4 separate regions of the Mus musculus genome follow, and regions 1, 3 and 4 are each linked to region 2. The links are chromatin contacts, called in public Hi-C, HiChIP or PLAC-seq and promoter capture Hi-C maps. All regions are on one chromosome and are shown on one strand. Each heading gives the region's core, a stretch centred on a gene start, on an enhancer-like site or on the middle of the called end of the contact. The rest is flanking DNA. Distances are from core to core; before and after follow the strand shown. Region 1 holds the start of Abca1 (ATP-binding cassette, sub-family A (ABC1), member 1). Region 2 holds the start of Fktn (fukutin). Region 3 overlaps Abca1 (ATP-binding cassette, sub-family A (ABC1), member 1). Region 4 has its middle 20 kb from the start of Lexis1.

Region 1 (7,306 bases), core at 2,258-4,757, 550 kb before region 2:
AATGTTACTGCCTGGGTTTTGTTGTTGTTGTTTGTTTGTTTGCACCGAGTTGCAGCCAAGGTCTCTTCCAGAAGAGAATTTGACCGACTACCCCAGAGCAAATATGGGAATATGATACAGATCATAAGTTTCCAGTAAAAATGACAGCAAATGAATACACGGCAAATTCCCTTTCACGGCATCTGAAATTGTACCACTGTCTCCCCTAATCTGGACAGTTAGAGACTTTGGGAAGTGAATTCAAATCTCAAATCAGCCTCTTGGAAAATGGAGAGCCAAGGACCAGATAGCCTCCCGCCTTCTTAACCTGTAGTTACAATAAACAAGTTTGGCTTGAAGATAAACTCAGCGTCTGAGTAACACCGGGAACAGCACCAGGTAAGCGTCTATTAAGACACAAACACGTCTATAATTGGTATTCCAGGTGCTTTCTCTTCCGTGTGTAAAGCTGTCTCCAATATTTTTAAAGCGGACCTTCTCCCAATGCAAGTAAATCAACAAGTATTACGACCAATCTTTTAAAATTTAATGCCAGAATAATTGACCATAGTTACATTATAATTTCATTATTTATTTAACATCCAGACCATATATAAAAATATATTTATACTTGAATGTTTTAAGAACGGCCAAAGCTATACACATATATATTTTCTAAAAATCCAGGAAGTCCCTAATTTAAGAGTTTAAAGAAGTGTCCATTTAACTATCTTAGAAACTAAAAAGTATATTTTTTTTAAAAAAGCAAAGATCTATTTTCAGTCACTACATATGCAGCCCACATAAGGACACTGATTTATGAGAGGAAAAAAACGATGCCTAAAGAAAAAAAAATACTAAAAGTCCCAGCTCCTCTCCACATAGGTAAGGTAGCACATAGCTGAGTTGCTAAGTATCATTCTTTTTTTTTTTTTAAATAGTGTTTGCATTGGGGTTTCCATGAAGAGAGGTAGAAAACCAATCAGCCCCAGTCACCCTTTCCAATTCCAGACTAATTCACGGTCTCCCATCAACCACGCACACATTCCAAATCAAGATGCATCCAAGGGCCACAACAGGCCTGCCTTTGGGTGCTAATAAAAAATACTTTAGGGGGCTGGATTTAAAATACTCATCTTCGGGAAGACACCCGTCACAAATACCCAAGTCACCACCAGTGACCCCTCCAGAACCCCAGTGACTTTCACAAGGAGACCCATGACTTATTCTATGGTAGCAATTTTTGCTCCAAAATGGTACTATGAGCATTATGTTGCTGAAAATTTCCTTCCCTCAACCCTCAGATTCAACTTGTTACCACATAGATAATAATCAATTCTGTGCATCACACCTTTCTTTAAAAAAAAAAAAGCCCTATTTTAATGACTTGTGATAGCGCTGAGGAAAAGACATGCTTACAATAGAAACTGTAATTTATCTTTATTATTTATATATTGATATACTATCCACTCAAATATTCTCTATGCTTGTCTATACCTCCTTTGATGTGGGGGAAGTGTTTTTCAACAATGGGAACAGCAATACGTTGTCCTTATGTGTGCATTAGAATATTAAAAATGGGCTGAAAGAAAAGTGGTGATGATAAACAACTCCTTTTTAATTGGCATTTATGTCTTGTAGAGTATCAATACTTGGGTCAGGGTTCCGAATTATGACTAAGAGGTAAGGGTGTGCTTTCGAGCCTGCAGGCATGTGTCAGGTGTGTGCTGTGGGAGGTGAGGGCTGAGCCACAGAAAGAAAGTGGTGTACCAATTCTCTTCAAGGAAGGTTTGTGCTGTTTTGTTTTGCTTTGCTTCTGTGGTTGGTGGTGCTAGAACCCAAGGTCTTGTACAAGGTAGACTCTACCGGGGGCCTACATCTTAAGCCAGAAGTGTTCCTTTTGTTTATCTGTCCTTTATTGTACATTTATTCTGCCCACTTCCTTGGAAGGATGTCGAAGTAAATTCTTGTTTTGTTTTGGAATGGTGATACCATTGCAGCAAATGGGGCAAACTAATTATTTCTAGTGACACTTAGTTTTCCCAAACAAACACACAAAGTCAAAAAAAAAAAAAAAAGCAAACAGTTTAATAAGTATTTCTCTCTTTTCCAGAGGTAAGTGCAGAAACCAAAACAGGCACCTATCCACAAGGTTGTCATCAGCCAACATCCCCAAGAACCTCATTGAGCAACGGTCTGGGAGTCAGGAAACAAACAAACAAACAAAAAACAAAAACAAAAAAGAAAAAAACAACAACATGAAAACATAGACTGGCTTTCTTGGCCTCGGGTTTCCTCCCAGTTTGGAAACACCAGTTTTGACCAGATTCACAGTGAAGCAAAAGGACTAGAGACTCTCACTCCGCACCAGGCCATACCTAGGCTACCCGGCCAGGAGGCGCTGCGGGCCAGTCTCCAGGGGCCACCCGCAGGCCGCCCAGCCCCCACCCCCTGGCGGCGGAGCCCGGCCCAGCACCCGAGCTGCGAGTTCTGTGCTGCCCGATGGGGTTACTTGCGGTCATTCGGCTGCACAACCTAGCCCCAGCTTCCCAATCGGTGCTCAGCCCGAAGTCTCCCCAAGGGAAGACTAGCAAAAAGCAGTAAGATGAGGGTGGATTGGGCACCCCAGTTTCGGGTTTCTGCAGACTCTCTTAAGTTTTCTGTCTTTAGAAGGAACAAAAGTGGTCTCCCACTTTGCGCCAGGGACTGCAGCCCTCCAGAGCGCAGGAAGCCTGTGGGCAGGACCCCGGAGTCGAACAAAGCCCAGAGAACTCAAGCAGCAGTAACATAAAAGACCCCGTTTAGGACACTTCCTACTAGAGTTCTTTGGAAACAAGGACATGCAGTCCCAGTCCCGGGAAGAGAACCTCCAAGTCAGAGGCCAACACAAACCAGTTAAATAATGGAGTGAGGACTCAGATGTGACACTTGTGGGCGACGGCCTACCCCGCGCCAGACAAAAGGAGACCCTTTGTAGAGGATTCCCTTCTCCCTACCCCACTGGCTGTACCCCGAGGACGTCCGGGAACCTTGGCTCACACTGCGCCCAAGAGGCGAGTCTCCGACGCCGGAGATGCTCTCGCTGGTCTCCGATTCCGGGAGACCCGAGTGCGGCAGTTCTGAGTCCCAGGGTCGACAGGGCCCGTCCCAGAACATTCTTTCCCTGTTTATGCCTCCCCTGTACTATTTGCATCCCCAGAAGTAAGGTACATGGGAGTTCGAGTCCCCCCAGTGTCCCCAAAACGGAGAGCTTCCCAACGCTTCCTTGGCCCCGAAACAAAATGCCCAAGTCACTGAAGAACCTCTTACCTGTTTTCCACTTTGCTGTTTGAGTCTGTTTTCCCTACCCCTGCACAAACCCTTCCAGAAAGGGGAAGAAAAAAGTGGGGGGAAACAGGGAGCAGAGCAGCTCCCCAAGCCGGCTGTGGTTGCGCGGGTCCCGCGGCGCCCCCTGCCCAGCTTTGCGCTGCGCCGCGGAGAGAAGTGGGCTCTGCCGGTCCCGGCCCGCTCGCTCGCCCTCGGAATTACTGGTTTTTGCCGCGACTAGTTCCTTTTATAGATTCGGCTGTGCCGAGCGCCGGGGTTACTACCGGTCAAACGCTGTTCTCTCCCTCTTTCCCCCGCCCCCTTCCCGGCCTCTGTTTATGTAGTTCAGTCACTCAGCAGAAAGCACGTGGAGACATGGCCCGCCCCTTAAACCGGCGACAGTGCGCCGCCGCAGCGGGCACTGGGGGCGCATGGTGAGAGCTTTGTGGGGCCCGCTTTCTGTAGCCCTGGCCCTGACCTGCTAGCCTTCGGGAAACGGGAAACTCCGGACTTGCGCTGAGCCAGGGACTCCACATTCCCGGCAGAGGAGGAAAGGGGAAAAGCTCGTTCTCTAAACTCCTCTTTCTGCAATTGTTTGGGGTTTTGTGGGTGTTGCTTTTTGAGTTTTGTTTGTTTTGTTTGTGTGTGTATGCCCTCTTCCTCTCTCCCTCCCGCTCTCCCTTACTCCCACTCTCCCCCCTCTCCTTTTGTTAGTTTGCTCAGCCCCCAACTTGGGAAGGAAAACTCCCCACCCCACCCCACCCCCAGATGCCAACCATTTTCGGTCTCTTCCTTTTCTTCCTTTAAAAGTCCTAGATTGGGGGAAGGGATGTGGAATGGACAGTGAATATCAGCCTATTTTGGTGTCTGCCTCAAACCTTTACATTGATTTTGAAGAGAAGATCTCTACCTTCCAGGGACCTAGTCTGCACCTTCTACACACACACACACACACACACACACACACACACACACACACACACACCTTCCAGGGACCTAGTCTGCACCTTCTACACACACACACACACACACACACACACACTCCACTAGTAATAGGTACCTATAAGCCACAAGGGGCAGCTGTGGTCACAAGAGTGGGTTTTGATGATGTCAAACGACCAAAGTTAGATAAAGTTTTTCTGCCTCTATTTTATTTGTTTTAATTGAGACAGAGTCTCATGTAGTCTGCTCATAAACTCAATAACCTTGAATTCCTAATCCTCTTGCCTCCCAAGGCCTAAAATTACAGGAACAGAGTACCACACCCACATTTGTACAGTGCGGAGAGATGGAACCCAGCCTCTTGCATAGCAGGCAAGCATTCAGCCAGCTGAGAGCTACATCCTTGGCCCTTGCTTCCTGTCTCTCAAGAGAGAACGTTCTCTCTGCCTCAGAGTTTTCTGAAAATGAATTTCGTTGGAACTTTTGAAGTCCTCGGAAGAAGAGTGCCAACACCAGAATCCTACTGACTGAACATCAGTGCCAATCTCTAGTGACATCCATACCCTATAAACCATTTCCTATGCCAGACTTTTAAAAGTCCAGCACTGGCAAAGAATTTAAAATAATATGTGTGACCATCTGTGTACAAAGGAAAACGCCTAAGGGGAAAGGATCGTTCTTTGCATGATTTTAGGAGATTAAGTCTTTATGCAGCTTCCCTCATTTCCCCCATATCTCCTAGCACCTAAAATACACACACACACACACACACACACACACATTCTTTTTGTACTTTGAAGAATTTGGTTCCCAAGAGTACTCCTACTAAATTCTGTTCCCAGCATCCACTTGCTGCTTTACAACCATCTGTAACTCCAGTTACAGGAGAGCTGACACAGTCTTCTGGCCTCCATAAGCACCAGGTGTGTACGTGGTGCACACATGTGCACATAAGTAAAACACTCATGTACATAAATAAATCTCTCTCTTTTTTACCCTAAAAATAAAAGCTAACTTCTTGGGTTTCTCTAAAAGAGCGTAGGTGACATGTAAGTGCTACCCAAATCAGGTAGTTAGGAGGCAGAGAAAGAAGAAAGGGTGGGAAGAAAGAAGCCCCGGGCAGAGCATCCTGGAATCCTCACTATATGAAGGCAATGACCCTGAAATCCAACTTGCAGTGTTTAACTAGGAAGCCCTGTAGGGTTAGGAATCTGCCCCTATTCAACTCTCACTGCAATAAATGCACAAATACACTGCAGTGTTGGCAGTATGTGTATGCATGTTGTAAATCTCTACCCTTCGACACCTACAGAGGCCAAATGCTTCATCCAGGTTACACCTGTTGACACCAAGTGACATGACCTGCCATCAGGACAGCACCTCATGACACAACTACTGGATTTCAACAGTTAGAACTTAGATGATATCACACTTAAGAAAGAAAGAAATTTCAAAGCAGGAATTTCTCCATCCTTTGAGTACCCCTGGTTAGTTTGTTCCTGAGCATGCTCCAGAGAGCTTTCCCTTCCATGTCTTCTGATGTATAACACCTTCACCCAAACCCCCAACCTTGTCCTAGGAAGCCCTTTCTACCTGAGTGGAAAGGCCTATCTTTGTTACTGTTGCTCTGAAGTAGTGGATTCCATAAACATACCCTGGGTTGCTTGAGGTTCTATTCTGAGCTGACCCTGGGATCTTCTAATTACAGACTTGACCTTCAGGCAACTATGGCTCTACTGACCTTGCTAGAGAGGTCATAGAGATACAAGAAGCTCAATTTTATCATCCCATGAAGGCTTTTAAATCAAGATTCCCTGAAAGTCAGTGTTTAGAGGATAGTTTAAATGCATATCTAGGAGCCAGTCTACAGTCTACAAACACCTTCCTTAAAAGAGAGAAGTTTTTGTTGTTGGTTTTTTTTTTTAACAAAAGATATTCACTACACGTGTTTCTTGCCCGAGATACCTACTATTTGGCCCCCTGCAGCTGAAAAAAATAGGACACTACAGAAAGGCAATGAAAATTTTCTAAAAAAAAAAATAAACAAAATGATTTTTCAAAATAAATTTGTAGTGATTGAGAAAACCTACTAGCAGCTGGAGAGATGGCTCAGCTGTTAACGGCTAGGCTCACAACCAAATCATAAAAAAACCTACTGCTTAGAACATTAGAGAATGAGATATAACTCAAAAATTCAAAAAGAAGACTAGAGAGAGATCTCAATCGATAAAGGAGTTACCATGCAAGCATGAAATCCTGAGTTTACATCCCCAGAACCCATGTGAAAAGCCAGGTGTAGTATACCAGCAATCCCAGCATCTAAGAGCTAGAGATAGGAGATGAATGGAGTCAGCTCGCCAGCCAGTCTAGCAGCATCAATGAGAGACTGTGACGTAATAAATAAGTAAATAATAAGTAAATAAATAAAGCGAAGAGAAATTGAAGACTCCTGATGTTGATCGCTAGCTTTGAAATGTACATACACACACATACACATTCACACACACACAGGCACACATACATACATGCATGCACACCTGTACACACACACACACGCACACGCACAGGCACATGCTCATGAGCACATACAGGCACACATCTCCCTCCCCTAATTGGTAAATCACCTTTAATGAAGAGAGATGAAAAGACTTACAGTTCAAGTTTTAATCAGCTTAATTCCGTACCCAGGGGGAAAAATCCTCAAGCTATCAGTGATCAAATGAGAAAATTCAGTGTGCCACCCTTTATAGGTGGAACAGGCTCTAAACCACGTAGACTCTGAATGCAGTGTGATTTCTTTTGAGTGGACCAATGTGATTCTTTCTGTACTATTGTAAATTGTATTAACACCCAAGCGAGGTACAACACTGTTTCTATCCTGGCCTTGAGAAACATATATTTGCAGGTTTTTGTTATGGTCAACCAGTTATTCCAATTTGTAAGTAGATATATTCTGAGCATCAGGCAGAAAGTGAGATATACTGTTCCTTAAAGCTACAGGTCCAATCTGCCTCCTCCAAATTACCCTTTCTTTAACATTACAAGACATTACAGGAAAGTTTCAATTGTCTCTTTCTTG
Region 2 (7,415 bases), core at 2,630-5,129:
GCAGCAGCCCTCACCCTCCCAGCTACTCTCCATTTTAAGTTTTATGGTGAAGTTTCAGTTTTGCACGGTACTAGTTGCTTATACCCACTTCACTCAAGGTGAGCACCAGAGAGATTGACAAATCCAGTGATAAAACATATGTTAAGGGAAGGCTATTCGTATTCTAAACAGAGCCAGCCAGTACTATAAACAGTACGATACAAGATCGTACATGCACCAGATTCTTGGGCTACAGATCCTGGCCTTGTCTCCGCTAGACTGCTCTTCATAAAATCACAATTGGAAGGAAGCCAAGGATCATGTCTTCCATATTTCTTCCATATTTATTGACCTGAGTCAGGATAAAAATGGAAACTTAAGGGTAGGGATCTTGTTTTTTATTAAGCTGTTGGTACAGTGCTTGGTTAACCCAGCTCTACTCCATATTGACTCATCCTGAAACTCCGTGATGGAAATCAGGCTCCTAGCTTCACCTAGTACAATTCCCTAAGGGTGTCTGATGGCTGGCTCTAATTGTCTACTTGGCCCAATGTAGAATCACATGAAACAGGTGTCTCCATGAGGGATTGTCTTGGGTTCATCTGTGGGTGTATCAATGGGTGGGGGTAGGGAGATCTATCCTGAGTGTGGACAGCCCCATTTCACCAGCTGGGTCCTGCACTGAAGAGGAGAGAGCTATCTGAACACCAGCATGCATTCTTTGTTCTTACGCTCCTTTCTGCTTTGGGATGAGATGTAACCAGCTCCCTTAAGCTTTCGCTGCTTTGACTTCCTAATATGATATGCCGTAATCCGAGACTGTGAGACAAAAATAAGCCTTGCCTTCCATTGCCCTGTCAGAGTATTTTATCACCGTAACAGGAAATGAAACTAGAGGTTGGATTCCTCAGGCCAGTACCCCAGGTGGTCATCTGTAAGTTTCCCTTGAGGACCTGTGTAGGCATGTTTCCAAGATCTACCAGAAAAAAAGACACACACACACACACACCATGGATGGCAGTATGTGGAGAATGGATGGAGTGAAAAGGATGAAAGGAAAAAAAAAAAAAAAACCACTGTGACTTGACCCCAAGACCAAGACAAGGGCCAAGAAACAGAATCCCACCAATCCCCGAGCTTCCCCAAGCTCAGGAATTGAAATCTTACTAATCCTCACTCTAGAAATCTCCACCCTGGAAAGCTCTGCCCTGCCCCTCAAGAAACCCCATATAAACCCTGCCTGCTTCTCTCAAGTGGAAGCAGCCACCCTGCTGGGTTTTCCCTCCTAATAATTCTCTTGTGTGAGGTTTGTTGTGCAGTGTGACTTTGTGTTATTCCTTGGCTCTGGGTGGAGTAGAGCTATTTAACACTTTTGCTGGGGAAATTCCCCCTGCTAAAGCAGAACCGTTAGACTTGCCTTGGGGAAAACTTTTCCTGCAGCCCCAGTAGAGCTGGAACACTTCTGTAGGGGAAGCCATTCCCTTCAGAGCTGTAACACTTACAGCTTGGATATGCCAACGGGAGTCTACATGCATGTATTCCAGGTCACACAGTACTTACACCATCACTTTTCAACATTGTCTGAGGAATTTGAGACTCCCCTATTTGAATCTGGATTTATGATCCTTCAGAAAAAACTATTAAGGATGGATATTAAAGACACTTCTGTATTCATTTTATTTAGGTGTATGTGTATGTTACATAAGTGTGGGCACCCTCAAAGGCCAGAAGAGGACATTAGATACCATGGAACTGGAGTTACAGAATAGAGCTTGGCTCCTTTGGGAGAATACTGAGTGTTCTTCAGTGCTGAGCCATTTGTCTGGTCCCTGAATATGGCATTTTGATGGTTAAGCTCTTGGTTCCTTAAATTTGTTAGTGCTGGTATCTTCTACTTTTGCCATAGGATACCACAAACTTTACCAGGCCAGAATGTGTAGATACACACACCTGGATGATTCTTGAAAGGTGAATGTTTACTTCTGCTGGAAGCTTTTTTTATTCCTCCTTGTAGCTTTCTCAACAGCTTTAGATTTCGTTCACTAGATTAAAAGACTTTTTACGGTGAGTGAGTCTCCCAAATTGTCTCTCCAAACCTGCTTGAGAAGTACTACTTTCTAGTTACAGGACGGGATCTGATAGCAAGTTAAGGAAATAAGCATTCCCTTTGGCTCAGAGTTGGGGAGGTTAAAGTCTACCATGGGAGGGGGGACATGGCAGCAGGGGCAGGTGGCTGAGTCTACTCACATCTGGATGGACTGGACCAAGAAGCAGAGAGCATACTGAAAGGGGAGCTGGGCTGTAATCCTTAATGTCTGACCTCTCTAATGGCCCACTTCCTCCAGGGTGTCAGAATCCTACCCCTCCAAGGTTCTAAAACTGCCTGGAGACAAGGGATTCCAACAGAAGCGTCTGGGGAGCATTTCACATTCAACCCATCAACAAGGACCATCGATGTCAGCGTGCTTACCTGGTTATTGTCCAACTTCCGGTGTAAGCAGGGCTTTTACTTTGTAAGTTTATATTAAAAAGAATAAGGTTACTTGCAAGTAGAGGAAAATTTAGAAGTAAGTTTCAAAAAAAATTGCTGACAAGTTAAATCTAGGATAACCAAAAGGATTGTCAATTTTCTTTGAAGGGTGCTAAATCCCTTCCTCTAAATCCCAGTCCACTTTATAGAAACAGAAACTTGATAATGTAGATGGCACATTATGACTGTGCTTATATAGGGAAAACAGTGAGATCTAAACTTAAACTTAGCTCAAATCAGAAAACTGGCTAGAAAGCTGGCTAGTCCTCTGCCTCCTGCAAGGTTTATGCAGGATAATATTTACTATGCACTTGAAATCTATTCACTTCTAAAACCCGGGAAGTTTTTTTTTTTCCTCCTTATAATTTCCAGACATAGTTGAGCATAATAAGCATTCCTAATATCTTTTAAAATATCACCTCTTAGTACTCCAATAGGCATCAATTATATTGTGTGCATGTGTGCATGTGTGTGTGCGTGCGTGCATGTGCGTTTGCATGTGTTTAAAGACAAGAGCTCACTCTAGATCCTCTTGCCTTGGCCCCCCAAATACTTGAATTGTAGGCATGTCAGACAATAGAAATTTTTGATACAGCCACATTCCATCACAACTTTTTGAAAAATTCTGTTTTAAGACAAGCATGGCGATGCACACTTGTTATCTCAGCACTTGAGATGTGGAAGATGTGTAGGATCAGTTGAACACCATATTGGCTGAGTAGAATTTAAGGCCAGTCTGAGCTAAATGATATAGAACGGGGTGCGTAGGTAAATTATTTCATTTTTTTCTATACGCCGTTAGTAATTTTCGTAGAAAGAACGTAAAATTACAATAATTTCTTTAGTGCTTTTTAATTTTCAAAAATTCCTATCAAAATCCACATCTGCTCCTTGCCAATAACTCTTTAAATGGCTCTGCTAAAAGCAAAGATGCTAGGTGCCAGGCCCAGAAGCATCTATATTTCTTTCAAGCCCCAAACTGGAAGATCGCATCTTCTAGACCTGGATGTCAAGTAGGCACCTCAACTTCATGAGTACTTGCATCACTACATAGTGCTCTTCCCCATTCTGTCCCCAATAGCAGAATGTAGAGAGAGGAGAAGGGGGAGGAGGGAGGGAGGGAGGGAGGGAGGGAGAAAAAGAATCGTTATCCACCCTAGGTTTGCACTTTCTGCGCTCTGTCTGATGAGCCGTACACTACGGGGGACAGTTCTGTTTTTTCTCTAAACTCCAGGCAGCCTCAGGGCACTGCCGGAGGGACGGCTGATTGCAGATTTCTGATGGCCAAATAGGCCACACTAATAGGAGCGCTCGGAGAACAAAGCAACAGCCAGCGTACGCCGCTGCGCGCTTGACCGCTTCTTTGCGACAGTTGCCGTAAAGCGAGGCCTCCGCCGCAGCTCTAGAGTTAGGTAAGATGAGGGCACCGGGGCCGGGTAGCCGAGCCTGGGCGTGGGCGGGTTCCTTCAGGCACTGTCGCTGGTCTACTGGTATACCCTGAGTAGCGGTCGTCCACCTTTGGGGTACCCTCCCTACGGCGGCGGGGAGGAGTCCGAGGTCGGCCGCAGTCCGTGCACGAGCTTGCTGCCGCCGTCCCCGCTGTCCCGGCGACAGATCGTTCCCACACGCCCATGCTGTCCGTTGATCGTCCTGACCCGCGAGGGTTCGATTTTGGAGGTTCATGGAGACGCTTAAGAGGCCGGGCTGGGACAGTGACGCTTGAGCTGGTTGGCGAGAGCGGACGATGCGGGGAGACCGATCAGGTGTGAGGACCAATGCATGCCAAGGTGGCTCCGCCGGGGAGGAACTGATGCAGCCTGCTGCTGCTCTGAGTGCATCCGACGCCGTGGCATGAACTTACAGGGAAAGGAAGGGGGTTGGCAGGGCAGCCGCCCAGGGAGGGTTCCACCTGAGAAGGACTTTGATGCTGCGCCAAAGCCAAGTTCTGTGTACAGCAAGCAGCCTGCTGCAACTGCTTCGAAGAGAGGTGGTGGTTGGCTTACCAGTCGCTTTCCTCTCTTCTTAGACTCCTCAGTAGTCATTCTTAGTTCGTTTGAAGGAGTGCTCACTATGCTTAATAGTATGATGACGATGGTAATAATAATAAGTAACAATAATAATGATAAGGTGGGCGCGGTTAGCGATGCGAGATAACTGCATGTAGGAACGTTCCTGTCTTCCGTTTACATTATCAGTTGGGGAATATCGGGAAAGATTTGATAAAAATGGGGCCGGGTAGTTAAAAGCTTTAGATAAAAGTCGTCCAGAGAACTGAATTCAGATTTCATCACGATCGCCAATTTCTCAGGTAGTACAAGGCAAGCCGCTTTCTTGTATGTCTCAAGCTTTCTCGGCTATAAAGAATGATATTCCAGTCTTTCTAGTTTGAAGATTTCCATTAAGTAAAAGTCAGCCTGTGAGCCAACCATGGTAACACACACCTGTAATACCAGCACTTTGGAGGCCAAGACAAAAAAAAAAAAAAGCACTAGGAAACAGAGCTGCATAATGATCGACAGACCAGCCTTGGGTAAATGCTCTCAACCAAGCAGTTAGTCACTTGCCTCTTGAGGGAAAGGCTTTACTCACTGTCTTAGTTAGAGCTAATACTACAGTGGTGAAATACCATGACCAAAAGTGACTGGGGAAGAAAGGGTTTGGTTTGCTAAGTTTTAGATTACAGTTTATCATCCAAAGCACTGAGGGCAGCAACCTGGAGCAGGAGCTGATGCAGTGACCATGGAGGGATGCTGTTTACCTGCTCTCATGGTTTGTTTGGCCTGCTTTCTTGTAGAACCCAGGACCACCAGCCCAGGAATGACACCACCCATAATGGGCTGGACCCTCCCACATCAAATCACAACTTAAGAAAATTCTCTACAGGAGGCTTGCCTACAGTCTAGTCTTGTGGAGGCATCTTCTCAATTGGGGTTCCCTCTTCCCAGATTATTCTAGCATGTGATAAGGTGACATAAAATTAGCTAGTACACTCAGTTAAAAATAACATGAAATGTAAATCAAGTAACTTGATTTGAGCTGGCTCAACTCACTCACTAAAGTGCTTGCCATTGTAGGCATGGTGATACGACTTCTGCCCTCTTCTAGAAGGTACTTTAAAAAGCTGAGCATGGTAGCCTGAACGTATAATCTCAGAGCTGGGGAGAGGGAGATAGAATTCCTAAGGATCCCTGGCCATCCAGCCCAGCCTGCTTAGTGAATTCTAGGCTAGTGAGAGACTTGTCTTTGGGGTGTGCAGGAGTGGGGGGAGGGGGTTGGAGAGGTGGCTCAGTTACTAAGAGCAAGCATGAGATGAGGACCTGAGTTCAGATATTAGCACTCACATAGAAAGCCAAGCATGGCTATGTGCATGCCTGTCACCCCAGCACTAGGGGGAGCCAGCAGAAATGAGAGGATTGCTGGCCACCAACCAGCCTGGCTCCAACATCAGTGAGAGGCTCTGTCTGAGGGAGTAAGGCAGAGTGTGATAGAGCAAATACTGGGCATTTTCTGGCCTGCACATTCCTGCCCTCTCACACAAAGGCTGGTGGTACCCAGAGAGTGACCCCAGAGGTAGTGTGACCTCCACAGACTTGCAGGCACTGATTTACTGATTTGCACTCATCCCCTCTGTGCACAGTAACAACTGATTTAGCACATTCCATTCTAGCAGTGAGAACATTGGCAAAATAAGGTTGCTGGTGGTAGTGGGTTTCTTTTGTTTTGTTTTGAAACAGAGTCTCATTGTGTGGCCTTCTCTGGCCTGGTAGAGGAGGCTGGCCTCTAACCCAGAGGTATACCTGTCTCTGTCTCCCAAGTGCTCGAATTAAAGGCTTACACCACCATGCCTGATTGAAAGTAGACTTTATTCTATTTTATTTGTATTGCAGAATTATGTTCAAATAGGAAAGACATTAAATAAAAAGAAAAACATCTACATTTCTTCACCTGAAAGTCAACCTTACCTAGCTAACTTTTTATGCAACCTCTCTTCCCTAGGTCCTTTATTTCCTCAAAGAACTTTCCTTCCAGCATATTCAGAAAGGAGTCACCATGTGCTTATGATTCTTCTGGATAGTCACATAGACAGAGTACAGTATTTTACCTTGTCATCTTCCAGTGACAATGTGGCAAGGTAGAGGTTATTTTGTAAAGGATGAAGAAGCGAGTGAACATTAATTAGGTAAAGGTCTATCATTATCATCAGTCCTGGGACTGAATCTAGGGCCTTGTGTATGCAAGCACTCTACTGCTGAGTGACATTCCCAGCTCCGTGTTCAGTTTGTATTTTGAGATAGTCTCACTGAGTTTCTCAGGCTGGCCAGGAACTCTGCAGCATAGTCAGCTTTTGAATTTACCATCACCCTGTCTACCTTCCAGACTAGGTGGTATTATATACAGGTCTGTGCCATGAGGCCCTACTAGACTTTGTTTTTTTCATACTATATATTTTGGTTATATTCTTTCCCCACCCCAAATTCTTCCCTGATAAGCCACTCAACTTTCTCTTATAAAAAGCAAAGCAAAACAAAAATACATGGGGGTCTATTTTGTGTTGGCTAACTATTAATGAATATGCAGTCTATCCTGAGCTACGTTTGATACATGCTGTCACTCCATTTAAGAAAAACTGTTTTCTCCCCCTGCCCTTCAGAAGTTATTAGTTACAAATACCTTCTTGGCTCAGGGTGGGACTTCATGCCCACTTCCCCTTCTCCGAGCTGGGATTTTTGTCTGACTTGAACCTGTGCAGGTCTTGTTCATGCTGTCACAGTCTCTGTGAGTTCATTGGCCTTGTTGTGTCTGGAAAACGCTGTTTCCTCTGGCTCTTACAGGCTTTCTATTTCCTTTTCTACAGATATCCCTGAGCCTTGAGGGGAGGGCTTTGATAGGTTTTCCCTTTAGGAGT
Region 3 (7,514 bases), core at 3,868-6,367, 650 kb before region 2:
CTTTCTTCAGGGACTTGAAGTTTTTATCATACAGATCTTTCACTTCCTTCGTTAGAGTCACGCCGAGATATTTTATATTATTTGTGGCTATTGAGAAGGGTGTTGTTTCCCTAATTTCTTTCTCAGCCTGTTTATTCTTTGTGTAGAGAAAGGCCATTGACTTGTTTGAGTTAATTTTATATCCAGCTACTTCACCGAAGCTGTTTATCAGGTTTAGGAGTTCTCTGTTGGAATTTTTAGGGTCACTTATATATACTATCATATCATCTGCAAAAAGTGATATTTTGACTTCCTCTTTTCCAATTTGTATCCCCTTGATCTCCTTTTGTTGTCGAATTGCTCTGGCTAATACTTCAAGTACTATGTTGAAAAGGTAGGGAGAAAGTGGGCAGCCTTGTCTAGTCCCTGATTTTAGTGGGATTGCTTCCAGCTTCTCTCCATTTACTTTGATGTTGGCTACTGGTTTGCTGTAGATTGCTTTTATCATGTTTAGGTATTGGCCTTGAATTCCTGATCTTTCCAGAACTTTTATCATGAATGGGTGTTGGATCTTGTCAAATGCTTTTTCTGCATCTAACGAGATGATCATGTGGTTTTTGTCTTTGAGTTTGTTTATATAATGGATTACATTGATGGATTTTCGTATATTAAACCATCCCTGCATCCCTGGAATAAAACCTACTTGGTCAGGATGGATGATTGCTTTAATGTGTTCTTGGATTCGGTTAGCGAGAATTTTATTAAGGATTTTTGCATCGATGTTCATAAGAGAAATTGGTCTGAAGTTCTCTATCTTTGTTGGATCTTTCTGTGGTTTAGGTATCAGAGTAATAGTGGCTTCATAAAATGAGTTGGGTAGAATACCTTCTACTTCTATCTTGTGAAAAAGTTTGTGCAGAACTGGAGTTAGATCTTCTTTGAAGGTCTGATAGAACTCTGCACTAAACCCGTCTGGTCCTGGGCTTTTTTTGGCTGGGAGACTATTAATAACTGCTTCTATTTCTTTAGGGGATATGGGACTGTTTAGAAGGTCAACTTGATCCTGATTCAACTTTGGTACCTGGTATCTGTCCAGAAATTTGTCCATTTCGTCCAGGTTTTCCAGTTTTGTTGAGTATAGCCTTTTGTAGAAGGATCTGATGGTGTTTTGGATTTCTTCAGGATCTGTTGTTATGTCTCCCTTTTCATTTCTGATTTTGTTAATTAGGATTTTGTCCCTGTGCCCTTTAGTGAGTCTAGCTAAGGGTTTATCTATCTTGTTGATTTTCTCAAAGAACCAACTCCTCGTTTGGTTAATTCTTTGAATAGTTCTTCTTGTTTCCACTTGGTTGATTTCACCCCTGAGTTTGATTATTTCCTGCCGTCTACTCCTCTTGGGTGAATTTGCTTCCTTTTTTTCTAGAGCTTTTAGATGTGTTGTCAAGCTGCTAGTATGTGCTCTCTCCCGTTTTTTCTTGAAGGCACTCATAGCTATGAGTTTCCCTCTTAGAAATGCTTTCATTGTGTCCCAAAGGTTTGGGTACGTTGTGGCTTCATTTTCATTAAACTCTAAAAAGTCTTTAATTTCTTTCTTTATTCCTTCCTTGACCAAGGTATCATTGAGAAGAGTGTTGTTCAGTTTCCATGTGAATGTTGGCTTTCTGTTATTTATTTTGTTATTGAAGATCAGCCTTAGTGCATGGTGATCTGATAGGATACATGGGACAATTTCAATATTTTTGAATCTGTTGAGGCCTGATTTGTGACCTATTATGTGGTCAATTTTGGAGAAGGTACCATGAGGTGCTGAGAAGAAGGTATATCCTTTTGTTTTAGGGTAAAATGTTCTGTAGATATCTGTCAGATCCATTTGTTTCATCACTTCTGTTAGTTTCAGTGTGTCCCTGTTTAGTTTCTGTTTCCATGATCTGTCCATTGGTGAAAGTGGTGTGTTGAAGTCTCCCACTATTATTGTGTGAGGCGCAATGTGTGCTTTGAGCTTTACTAAAGTTTCTTTAGTGAATGTGGCTGCTCTTGTATTTGGAGCATAGATATTCAGAATTGAGAGTTCCTCTTGGAGGATTTTACCTTTGATGAGAATGAAGTGTCCCTCCTTGTCTTTTTTGATGACTTTGGGTTGGAAGTCAATCTTATCAGATATTAGGATGGCTACTCCTGCTTGTTTCTTCATACCATTTGCTTGGAAAATTGTTTTCCAGCCTTTCATTCTGAGGTAGTGTCTATCTTTTTCTCTGAGATGAGTTTCCTGTAAGCAGCAAAATGTTGGGTCTTGTTTGTGTAGCCAGTTTGTTAGTCTATGTCTTTTTATTGGCGAGTTGAGACCATTGATGTTAAGAGATATTAAGGAAAAGTAATTGTTGCTTCCTGTTATTTTAGTTGTTAAAGGTGGCATTCTGTTCTTGTGGCTGTCTTCTTTTAGGTTTGTTGAGGGATTACCTTCTTGTTTTTTCTAGGGCGTTGTTCCCGTTCTTGTATTGGTTTTTTTCTGTTATTATCCTTTGAAGGGCTGGATTCGTGGAGAGATAATGCGTGAATTTGGTTTTGTCGTGGAATACTTTGGTTTCTCCCTCTATGATAATTGAGAGTTTGGCTGGGTATAGTAGCCTGGGCTGCAGTTTGTGTTCTCTTAGTGTCTGTATAACATCTGTCCAGGCTCTTCTGGCTTTCATAGTCTCTGGTGAAAAATCTGGTGTAATTCTGATAGGCTTGCCTTTATATGTTACTTGACCTTTTTCCCTTACTGCTTTTAGTATTCTATCTTTATTTAGTGCATTTGATGTTCTGATTATTATGTGTCGGGAGGAATTTCTTTTCTGGTCCAGTCTATTTGGAGTTCTGTAGGCTTCTTGTATGTTCATATGCATCTCATTCTTTAGATTTGGGAAGTTTTCTTCAATAATTTTGTTGAAGATGTTTGCTGGACCTTTGAGTTGAAAATCTTCATTCTCATCCACTCCTATTATCCGTACGTTTGGTCTTCTTATTGTGTCCTGGATTTCCTGGATATTTTGAGTTAGGATCTTTTTGCATTTTCCATTTTCTTTGATTGTTGTGCCGATGTTCTCTATGGAATCTTCTGCACCTGAGATTCTCTCTTCCATCTCTTGTATTCTGTTGCTGATGCTCAAATCTATGGTTCCAGATTTCTTTCCTAGGGTTTCTATCTCTAGTGTTGCCTCGCTTTGAGTTTTCTTTATTGTGTCTACTTCCCTTTTTAGGTCCAGTATGGTTTTGTTCATTTCCATCACCTGTTTGTATGTTTTTTCCTCTTTTTCTGTAAGGACTTCTACCTGTTTGATTGTGTTTTCCTGTTTTTCTTTAAGGACTTGTAACTCTTTAGCAGTGTTCTCCTGTATTTCTTTAAGTGATTTATTAAAGTCCTTCTTGATGTCCTCTACCATCATCATGAGATATGCTTTTAAATCTAGGTCTAGGTTCTCAGGTGTGTTGGGGTTCCCTGGACTGGGCGAAGTGGGTGTGCTGGGTTCTGGTGATGGTGAGTGGTCTTGGTTCCTGTTAGTAAGATTCCTCCGTTTACCTTTCGCCATCTGGTAATCTCTGGAGTTAGTAGTTATAGTTGACTCTGTTTAGAGATTGTTCTTCTGGTGATTCTGTTACCGTCTATCAGCAGACCTGGGAGACAGATTCTCTCCTCTGAGTTTCAGTGCTCAGAGCACTCTCTGTTGGCAAGCTCTCTTACAGCGAAGGTGCGCAGATATCTTGTATTTGGACCTCCTCCTGGCCGAAGAAGAAGGCCCAAAACAGGACCTTTCTCAGACACTGTGTTGCTTTGGCAGTTCCCAGGTGGTACAGACTCTCACCTAAGCATACTAAATTCCTAAGTTCCTTGGAGTCCCGGGACCAAGATGGCGACCGCTGCTGCTGTGGCTTAGGTCGCCTCCCCAGCCGGGCGGGCACCTGTCCTCTGGTCCGGAAGGTGGTCGGCTGTCCCCGGCCCACACAGGGTGCTGCCTCAGCGCCTCTGTGCTTCTGCCTGTTCCAGAAGCTGTCAGGTTCTCTGGCGCACCCTCTCACCTGTTCAGACTAATTTCCTAAGTTCGGCGGGTCCCGGACCAAGATGGCGACCGCTGCTGCTGTGGCTTAGGCCGCCTCCCCAGCCGGGTGGGCACCTGTCCTCTGGTCCGGAAGGTGGCCGGCTGTCCCCGGCCCACACAGGGTGCTGCCTCAGCGCCTCTGTGCTTCCGCCTGTTCCAGAAGCTGTCAGGTTCTCTGGCGCACCCTCTCACCTGTTCAGACTAATTTCCTAAGTTCGGCGGGTCCCGGACCAAGATGGCGACCGCTGCTGCTGTGGCTTAGGTCGCCTCCCCAGCCGGGCGGGCACCTGTCCTCCGGTCCGGAAGGTGGCCGGCTGTCCCCGGCCCACACAGGGTGCTGCCTCAGCCCCTCTGTGCTTCCGCCTGTTCCAGAGGCTGTCAGGTTCTCTGGCGCACCCTCTCACCTGTTCAGACTAATTTCCTAAGTTCGGCGGGTCTCGGACCAAGATGGCGACCGCTGCTGCTGTGGCTTAGGCCGCCTCCCCAGCCGGGCGGGCACCTGTCCTCCGGTCCGGACGGTGGCCGGCTGTCCCCGGCCCACAAAGGGTGCTGCCTCAGCGCCTCTGTGCTTCCGCCTGTTCCAGAAGCTGTCAGGTTCTCTGGCGCACCCTCTCACCTGTTCAGACTAATTTCCTAAGTTCGGCGGGTCCCGGACCAAGATGGCGACCGCTGCTGCTGTGGCTTAGGTCGCCTCCCCAGCCGGGCGGGCACCTGTCCTCTGGTCCGGAAGGTGGCCGGCTGTCCCCGGCCCACACAGGGTGCTGCCTCAGCGCCTTTGTGCTTCCGCCTGTTCCAGAAGCTGTCAGGTTCTCTGGCGCACCCTCTCACCTGTTCAGACTAATTTCCTAAGTTCGGCGGGTCCCGGACCAAGATGGCGACCGCTGCTGCTGTGGCTTAGGCCCCAGACCCACTTTTCTGACCCGTGTCTGGACGGATGCTGTACCTTGGTCAGCTTCAGGAGTTTCTTCATTTGCTTGATAGCATCATTAACTTCATGGCTCGGAGGAAGTGCTTGAGAATTACTGACACCCAGGGAAAACCCGCCATACCTAAAAGAAAGGCTCGCCATTAAAAGCCATACCCAAGCCATTACTCACGGCAGCAGATAGCACAGTGTACAAGGTTCTCGGAGAGCCACCTCTTTTTCAAACTAGAACCAACGTTTGGCTAAGATAGGTACATGTTGCCTCCCCTGGTGAAATCTAGCTATCTTAATTCTCAAAATTGCTGCCCAGTAGGGAAGGCCTAGAGCTAATGATAGGCACCCATGCTATAGGCGGGAAGACAGGAAGATGGGCAGTCTTGAAAACCAGGGAGGGATCACAGACAGGTGATCTTCCCTGGCATTAAGTAAGCCTATGACTGCTCTGCTCAGAGCTCCAGGGACCTGACCCCTGGAGAAAAGGCAGGGTGGAAAATGGAAATTTGAGAATAAAACCTTTGAGGTCTTTGGAACAGCCACATGGGCCACTCATGACTTCAAGAATGCTTCCTTCCCTACTCTCAACTGCTCCTTCAAAATCCAGTAGGGAAAAATCAGTGGAAACAGGGTGGAAACAAATGCTTTTGATGTCTTTCCTTTCCACCAAGACCTCACATCATATGAAAGGCCTGAAAGGTTTTCCTTGAGTCCCTGGGCACACTTGGGAATCTGTCTGGGGGAAAATACAGCTAGGATAGGTTTTTTTTTCCTTCATGACATTTTACTTTCTTAAGTCTCAAGAGGCCCATGAGTGATTTCTGAAATTCCTCAAGGAAATCACTGTATCAAATATTTCAGGGGCCTCCGGAGTGAAGAATGAGTTACACAAATTCCACAGTGAGTCTACTATAACCGTGCCTTGGTGTGTTGGTCTGCAGCACCCCAGTCCCCCTCAAGGTGAGGTGACACCCAAGAGTGTGCACAAGGCAACAGTCCCCAAACCTGTAACTCTGTCTTGATTCAAGAGCCCTACATCTAAATCATTCTCCTGAGACCTGACGTGACTCAGGGAGAATGGGGAGAAGGGACTGACTTACCGAAACTCGTTCACCCAGATCTTATTCTTTAAGCTGCAGAGAGAAAAGACAAACCAAAAATCAGATCTAGAAAGCAGAGGTCATAGTGACGAGGCAACAGTAATCATTTACTTGAGGACAAAGCATAGAAACGGGCACTTCTTTAACTAGGCCTATGACCAGTGCTGTAGAGTTGCATGCATGTAAGGAAGGCCACTCTCAGCATGTCCTGTCTGCTGTCTTAGAAACCTTACTCTAATGAGAATCACATAGTAAATTAAGCCAATGTAAAAACCCACCTTACATGCAGGCATGGTGGTACATGCCTTTACGCTCAGCACTGCACTCAAGAGGCAGAGGCAGATGAAACTCTATGAGTCTGAGGCCACCCTAATCTATATAGAGAGAATTCCAGGACAGCCAGGACTAATGTAGTGAGACCCTGTCTTAAGTAAACAGACAAATAAATAAATGCCTTACAGACCCAGAGACCCTGTCTAAAACAAACAGACACACAAATAAATGCATTACCATCCCAGATATTACTGAACTAAATGCTGTTTATTGTGACTCTCATGTGGCAACATTACAGCTCTGAGAAATGCATGGCCTATTCTTATTCTATTATATCCTTGTCATTTAAAGTTAGTTCAAACATTATGGACCGGACACCTGACCATACTTATGGAAAGGAAACATATTCTCTGCACACTGACTAAATATTGGTCACTATATGACCATGTCCCAGGAATTTACAAGTCTCTTTAAAGGCTCCATATGAAAGAAAGGCTACTGTGTCTACCCTGACCTTGTTTATGGAGCCATACAGGAAAGAGGATCTACAGGCTTTTGCTCGTATCATCTCTCTTACCCCTCACCACGAACTTAAGAGTGCAACACTAACATCAAATGTAAAATAAAAATTAAAATTCATATAAGCGAAGATGTTATGAGACTAATGGGTCAGAATTCAAATCTGAGTCCACATTTGTCACTTATTTTCAGCCTAAAGCAGGCAGCCTCGTTCTCTAAGCTGAACTTTCAAGGCTCACAAGCCCCCGTATCATCTTGTCTAACTGATATCAAGTGCTAAATTTCCCACAGAGCCATGATTGTCCATTTCCCTACCGCTCAAGTCTACATCTGCAGCAAGCCAGGTTTCAACAGGACGATACCTCTTTGCTATGATCTGCACGTACGTCTTCACCAGGTAATCTGAAATATTTCTTCCTGTCAGATTCTGAAGGATGTCTGCGGTTTTCTGTTTTCTCTGTCATCACATAGAAACCAAGCTCACGTATCATACAGGTAAGAATCAGGGCAGAAAACAGACAAAAACAATAGGACCCCAGGGCCTACGCAAGAACCTCAGCCAGTCACCACCAAGACCATTGGCACTTGTCCCTCGCTCATACCAAGCCAAAATTATCTCCAGGAAAGTATTCACTTGAATATCTAGAT
Region 4 (6,757 bases), core at 483-2,982, 520 kb before region 2:
TGTGACTATAAGGAGAATAAATAAGAATTTTGTGAGAGTCTAAGTGTTTCCAAATATCATGAGTCTTGCTGTCTCCTGATTCAGAATGTATGGAGGGTTTGTTCTGGGCACAACGGCCATTCCAGTCATCTCCAAAATCACTATACATCAACTGTTATTTCCATTTTTCAGAGTGCCTATTGCTGGGCTACTGCACAAAAGGAATAAATAATAAATTATACATCGTATTAATTTTGGGCACAGTTGGCCAATTTCATATTATTCACAAAGGTCACACTGAACAGAACAAATGCACACAGAGGCATCAAGCAGACAAATCCAGAAGCAAAGGGGAAAACCTAATTCTAAAACTATTTTGCATTCAGGTCCGAAATTGGTTCCCTTAGAGGTCCTTACATTCTATTTGTTTGCAAAATTTAAAAAAGGGAGAGTTGGCAGCAGGGAGAGGTTGTTTATTAGTGCCAATAAGAACTCAGGGTTAGTTAGGAGCTGGGGTGGGAAGAGAGTTGGGGACGTCTTCACTTTCAGTGCCTTGAACCAATAAGATGCCAAGAAGAATCTGATCAGAGTAACTACCCAGCTCAAGGAAACCACTGTCATTGCTTTGTTAGAACCAATGGCACCTTCTAGAACAGTGGTTTCCAACCTTCCTGATGTTGTGACCCTTTAATCTAGTTGTTCATGTAGTGGTGACCCTCAATCATAAAATTATTTCGTTACTACTTCATAACTGTAATGTTGCTGGTGCTATGCATAGTATTGTAAATATGCAGGATACCTGATATGAGACCTCTATGAAAAGGTCTGGGGTGTGGGTGGGGGTAGGTGTGGGGGCAGGGTTGTGACCCCCAGGTTGAGAACCGATGTTCTAGACTATGCTACCAGAGAACATTTTTGTTGTTGTCTTCCTGTAAGAAAAAGCAAAGCAGTATTTGAAAGCGTTCTATTTGAAGAGTATGTCACAATGTAAATCATTTTTTAAAAATATGCACTTTGAAGGCATGCTATGTTTTAAAGACACTCCATTAGAAGAAGTAGAAAACGAAAGCAAAATTTTAAATCAAGTTTTTACTTTATCCACTGGTTCTCTTTAAAGAATTCCTTGTGGGTCACGCTGAGTCTTAATAAGTGGGACACTAAGTACTGCCTATGGATACCAGTAACAGAAAAACAATTGTGTTGACACAACAGGTTTTACAGATGGTATTTTCTAAGTTTTTTATTTGTTGAATGGACAACTTAGGATTTGTGGAGCTAGAGCTAGAGAAAGAGCTGATGAACTTCAAAACAGGCTTGGAATGCTTAACCGGTGTCCTTTCTAATGAACTGACTGCTAGTTCATTGACAACAGCAGATCTAAAAGGATTCTGCTCGCAGGCCTCCTGTGGCTGGAACACTCCAGCTGGCTAGCTCTGCAGAGATCTGGCCCCAAGAGGTCTCGCCGCTTTAAGCGTCCTAGGCCTTGGACACGCCCACCAGAAAGCCAAACACAAAGCGCGGTGTCTGCTGGAAGTTGTAGTTCCAGACCCTAGCAAGTCTTGACTCGTCCTCTCCTTCCATTTCATTGACTCTTAACAGACCACAGACTCTGAGACCGCTTCAGATTACGCATTGATCATTTCAAGGTATAAGATGAGAGGAATTTTCTTTAATCACCGGATCTGGGCGCTGCTGCTGCTGCTGCTTAGAAAGTATCTGGAAGGCGCGCATGCGCGTGAAGGTAGACAACACAGCCTCTGACTCCCCTAGAGCTGGGATGAAGGGGACTTAGGCCCTGTATATAGTAACAGTTTGTGATAGTGTGGTTTGCAGGTTGTGACGGAAACCGAGGAAGGCAGACGGTCACGTTAGGACCCCATCTGGACTTCTAGGACACTTCCACCTTCTAGTTGTTCCCAATTTGCAGAATTGCAGTTTTTTCCATATCCCTTCATCTCTTTATGGAAAGGCTTTCCCTGCGGCGTTGTGAAATCCTCAGCTCTTCAGCCAAGGCCTTTTAGCCTGCCTGGAATTCAAACTGTCTCTCCTTGCCAGCTTCAGGTCATTCCAGGCAGCAAAAGGCACGGGCTGTACAGGCGTTGCTACTGCTGCTCTTCCTCGTCTTGCAAAGCTGGAGCCAGCCAGATAGAAGCTTGGATACCTGAAGCTTAGAAAGTGTTTGGAAGGAACGCAAGCGATGCGCATACATGATAGATAAGTAAATGCATAGATTAGATGTCTTTAATTCTTAAAGGGCCTCTCATAGCTTTCCTGTGTTCTTTGAGGTGGCAATTGTTATGCAAAAGAGCGGGTGAGAATCTATGACTGTAGTCAGTGGCAGAACCGCCAAACTGAAAGTTGTAGGAGTTACAAATCTGCTTTTCCATCATATCAAAGTAGACAGAGCTAAAGGGGACCAAGGCTGCACCTGATGTTGACTGCCTTTCTGAATAGCCAGTCCAGACCACAGCCGCTCTTAAAGTAGTGAGCAATTGCCTTTCAGTGAGTGAATCTCCTTCCAGCAAATACAGAGGATGTTGCTTGGAGACATGCTTAAGACTGAGCAAACACGTTGTGCTGGACTCTGGAAAGAGAAGCATTAGATTTTAGCTAAGGGAGTGACCAGGTTATGCTCTAAAGTGCCCTTCATTTCTCAGAGAGAAGAGTGAGCCACACTGTCTGTGTATTTGCAATCTCCCATTCTGCAAATGTAGTGCTGTTATTCCTTGCATCAGCAATGCTAACACAAATGTCAAATAGGCATATAAGTGATGAAATCCCCTGGCCTTGTTGCCCATGTCTCTAACCTCAGCACTGGGAAGGCAGGCAAATAATAGATCTCTATGAGTTCTAAGTTAGCCTGCTCTATTATCATGAGTTCCAGGCCAGCCAGGGCCTCCTAGTGAGAATCCGTCTCAAACAACAACAAAAAACAAAGTGCAGGAATCCTCTATCTGCTCTTCAGGTTGCACCAGTGTGGGTCAGGAGAAGGAGAGATGAAAACAGAGGTGTAGATCATACAAAATCGAGGGGCAAGGCATACAGAGCTGCGTAGAAGAGGGTGTGCAGAAAAGCAGTATTTGTTATGAGGGGATCTCTGTTGAGCTTTTAATCAACTAATAAGAAGTTGTCACCCCAGAGCTCCCACATGAGTTCTGTCTGAGAGGAAAGGGGGCTGGTTATTTGATCTGCAGGTATGGGCACAAAATGCTCCTGTCTCCCTGGCGCTCACCTGGTGAAAGCAGACTGTACAGAGTCCCTGGCTCTCCTGAAATGTCTGTGGACCACTCTCTGTAAAAATGCCTTTTGAGTGCACTGCACATTCCTTTGGACCTCTTCTGCACTGGAACGTCTTGTTCCTTCGGGGATTTGATATTTGGGAACAGCCAGAAATCATTTGGCTGCACATTTGGAAGGCAAGGAAAACTATTGCACTACAGAACTGCTGCCGGTGAAATCTGGGAGGTGGTTTTGGGTGTGAACCAAAGGCAGGGTTTCTTACCTTGAAACATGGAAAATTTGAATATACCTTTTTTTTCTAGGGAGGAGGGGTAATGTTTTTAGCTGATACTACAGCCTCTCAACGAATCCCGATGATTCAAACAAGTTAATGATCATAAGGTCATTTCTCTGTGGGTTGTGGAGAGAAGTCATGTGTCAGGAGAGCAGAGGGCTGCTTACAGCTTCACCTATAATTTAATGTGTGGTCACAGTGGTTTCCAGAACTCCCAAAACATCACATGGGTTGAGTTGTACCTATAGTACTGAGTTGCTCTGCGTCTTTGTTAGGGTTTCTATTGCTGTGATGAGACACCATGACCAAAAATCAAGTAGGGAAAGAAAGGATTTACACTTCCGCATTGTAGTCCATGACTGAGGGAAGCCAGGACAGGAACTCGAAGAGGAGAGGAACTCGGAGGCAGGAGCTGATGCAGAGGCCATTGAGGGAGGCTCCTTACTCAGCCTGCTTTCTTATAGAACCCAGGGCCACCAGCCCAGAGTTGGCCCCACCCACCATGGGCTGAGCTCTCCCCCATTTATCACAAATTAAGAAACCTCCCTATAGGCTAACCTGAAGCCTGATGCTATGAAAACATTTTCCTGATTGAGGTTCCCTCCTCTTAGAAGACTTTAGCTTGTGCTGAGCTGACATAAAGCTATCTGGAACACTCTGTGATTCCATAAAATCCAAGCAGAGATATCTCAAGAAAAACAACAAAAGAAAACCCTTGATTTTGAAGACCAAACATTCCTTGTCCAAGCGGTTAATTCGGCCTGCTCAAATAACTCTCTTAAATGTCAGTCTTCTCTTGAATGACTTAGGACTAACGTGCCTGACCACAGACATCAGCATCCTGATATCAGAACTGGGAATCTCCAGACCTCAAGCGAGCCTATTCAGAGGGGGAAGGCAGAGGCTCCAACACCAGAGGGACTTATTCAGAATTGCTCCTTGTGCTCACAGATACGCCCAAAACGTTAGCACATAGAGTTGTTCCTTCAAGGCAAGGAATGCAATACTCGTCATCTGCCCAGAAGGCTGGGAGCAGGCGTGCATGTTCTAGCCTGGTCACCTTTGCACTATTTGTAGTGCACGTACACCATATCCCTCCCCCAGACCCTTAGCCTTGCTTTTCTTAGTCAATCGGTAGAACCTATATTGATGGAAGGTGTCACATGCAGTCAATCTATAAAACCTACTTTATGGAAGATGACACATGTATTTCACAAGGAGTTTCCATGTAGTCCTCTTTGATCTGTATTTAGCTTATTTTGTTCCTCAAAGAGATTTACATATGCCTAAAATAAATTACTTAGGGTCAGAATTCTGCAGTTTGAACCAATGACATGATATTTAGCAATGTTGAGTCAAGCTACCTCCTTGCCCTTTAGGGACTGGGAGCTCTTCAGACTCTGCAGGCCATGAAGGTTGTTGCAAAGACACCCCCTCATCTCCCCTGCACAGTTTGTTACAAAGGGGTAGGAAATAAGAGGGAGCCTTGAAGGGACCACAGAATGCTACTGGGGTCAGGAGCCACCAGCGGACGCAGTTAGCATAGACCTGCCTTGAGGGAAGGTTCTAAGCATGGGGGTGTAGCTTAACTCTAGAGCACTTGGCAAGGGGAGAGGATTTGGTCACCAGGGGTTAATCCAGGGTGGAGTGTGGTGCCAGAACTCAGGTAAGAGAACAGTTTGTCTAGGTGAGATTGAAGCCCACACAGCAGGATCTCAACGCAGGAACTAGAGTACAGGGTAACTTGAGACTAGCCCAGAAGCCATGCCTTCAGGATTACTTCCAGAGGCTACACTAAAGACTGCCTCTAGCCATAGAGGAACGGACAGACTCTGGTGGCCTTCTGAAATCAGAAACTAGCTTAGAAGCTACCCAATAGCTGGGGTTTGCTCCCACTCTCTTCTTCCTTAAAGGTTAAACTTTTTTTTTCTAATGATAGATGTTTGTTAGGATAGACAGAGCATAGATAAATATGTTATTTAAGAACTATATTTTAGCATGTGATTTTTTTTGAATAGAATGATTTAGGAAGCATAGTCCCATAGGTACTTCATTACAATTAAATAGGAGCAGGAAGTTGTTGGGTGCTGGTGCCCACCATGACCAGTGTAGGTAGTGGCAATTAGAAGAGATCTGGGCATCATGGTGCACACATGTAATCCTAGCACTTGTGGCTCTGAGGGAGGAAGATTGCCCTGAATTCAAGGTCATTCTGGGCTGTACAGTGAGTTCCATGCCAGCCTAGACTACAGACTAAGATAGATCAGACAACAAGATAAATCTCAAAGAAGAGCTTACGAAAGTTTGTGTCATAAAAAATGTGTGAGGAAATATGTTTAATCTGATTAAAGCATTATGCAGGGCCAGAGAGATGGCTAAAAAGTTAAGGACACATGTTTCTCTTGCAGAGGACCCAGTTGGCAACACATGGTGGTTTGCAACTGTCTTTAACTCCAGTTTCTGGAATCCAATGCCCCCTTTGGAGCTTCTGAGGGCACTAGGTACACACATGGTACACATAAATACACATAAAATAAAATAAATTGTAAAGTTGTATGTGAACATTAGGCGATTTTATGTCTTTAATGTATTTAAAACTCATGCTTTTGTTATCATTCAGATTCCTGTTTAAATGCATTCGCTTTCATTGGTAATTGTCCTAAAAATAGAGCAAAGGTCAAAACATTTCTCAGTCCTTTTTCAGTATCAACCATTGTGTTTGGAGGCATAAAAAACATTCATATTGTGACACAATCTTGTGTGTGTGTGTGTGTGTGTGTGTGTGTGTGTGTGTGTGTGTGTGTGTGTGTTTTGTTGTGTTTTGGTTGGTTGGTTGGTTGGTTTTTTTGGGGGGTTTTCGAGACAGGGTTTCTCTGTGTAGTCCTGGCTATCTTGGAACTCACTCTGTAGACCAGGCTGGCCTCGAACTTAGAAATCCATCTGCCTCTGCCTCCCAAGTGCTGGGATTAAAGGCATACACCACCACTGCCCAGCGTGTTTTGCTTTTTAATCTGTGAAAAATAGAAGACACTACCCAATCCTGGGCTCTGTTTCCCTGTCCAAGCCTGCCACCGTAGACCTAGATGAACAGTAAAGTTTCAATGTTTTAGGTCTGCTCTGGTAGAGTGTGTACCTAGACTCTTGGTCCCTCCCTTATTCTCCACTCTCCTCCCCTTCCCTTTCCTCCTCTTTCCTTCTTTTTTCATTCCTAGACTGGGAGAGGTGAGAGAGAAGAAGAAGAAGAAGGAGGAGGAGGAGGAGGAG

What was found. Promoter capture Hi-C pulls out the DNA fragments that hold promoters and counts their contacts. Hi-C and Micro-C count contacts between places; a contact is called where the count stands out from the background. HiChIP or PLAC-seq counts read pairs in DNA pulled down with a chosen protein or histone mark.
Region 1: a contact with region 2 is called in a Hi-C map of regulatory T cells, with 6 times the contacts expected there. The contact joins the promoter of Abca1 here to the promoter of Fktn in region 2. A contact is called at or near these places in 9 of 39 promoter capture datasets (the C10 cell line, cranial neural crest, embryonic stem cells and 5 more), 2 of 484 Hi-C or Micro-C datasets (LSK cells and regulatory T cells), 5 of 115 datasets of contacts at active chromatin or transcription factors (astrocytes, bone marrow-derived macrophages, embryonic stem cells and 1 more) and 2 of 9 other capture datasets (embryonic stem cells and macrophages).
Region 3: an H3K27ac HiChIP or PLAC-seq map of embryonic stem cells shows a contact between it and region 2, with 5 times the contacts expected there. The contact joins the enhancer-like site here to the promoter of Fktn in region 2. A contact is called at or near these places in 5 of 39 promoter capture datasets (the 3T3-L1 cell line, embryonic stem cells, hippocampal neurons and 1 more), 5 of 115 datasets of contacts at active chromatin or transcription factors (the NIH/3T3 cell line, bone marrow-derived macrophages and embryonic stem cells) and 2 of 9 other capture datasets (adipose tissue and liver).
Region 4: a promoter capture Hi-C map of liver shows a contact between it and region 2, with 2.4 times the contacts expected there. The contact joins the enhancer-like site here to the promoter of Fktn in region 2. A contact is called at or near these places in 9 of 39 promoter capture datasets (the 3T3-L1 cell line, the C10 cell line, cranial neural crest and 5 more) and 2 of 484 Hi-C or Micro-C datasets (CD4 T cells and rod photoreceptor).

The regions. Positions count from the first base shown.
Region 1 is chr4:53,156,388-53,163,693 of GRCm38.p6, forward strand. Abca1 (ATP-binding cassette, sub-family A (ABC1), member 1) reads right to left here and starts at 3,508. Exons shown (of 50, transcript NM_013454.3): 1 at 3,289-3,508.
Region 2 is chr4:53,710,275-53,717,689 of GRCm38.p6, forward strand. It overlaps Fktn (fukutin), which reads left to right and starts at 3,880. Exons shown (of 10, transcript NM_139309.5): 1 at 3,880-3,921.
Region 3 is chr4:53,054,259-53,061,772 of GRCm38.p6, forward strand. It overlaps Abca1 (ATP-binding cassette, sub-family A (ABC1), member 1), which reads right to left. Exons shown (of 50, transcript NM_013454.3): 32 at 7,229-7,323; 33 at 6,075-6,107; 34 at 4,999-5,104. Among named protein-coding and RNA genes, the nearest start is that of Nipsnap3b, 46 kb to the left of the region's middle. Within about 2 kb of position 5,118, at least 3 of the 459 cell types and tissues checked have an H3K27ac peak or open chromatin away from gene starts, as enhancers often do. A contact at or near this core is called in embryonic stem cells, where this site is marked.
Region 4 is chr4:53,194,694-53,201,450 of GRCm38.p6, forward strand. No RefSeq gene overlaps it. Among named protein-coding and RNA genes, the nearest start is that of Lexis1, 20 kb to the right of the region's middle. Within about 2 kb of position 1,733, at least 288 of the 459 cell types and tissues checked have an H3K27ac peak or open chromatin away from gene starts, as enhancers often do. A contact at or near this core is called in hippocampal neurons, liver and rod photoreceptor, where this site is marked.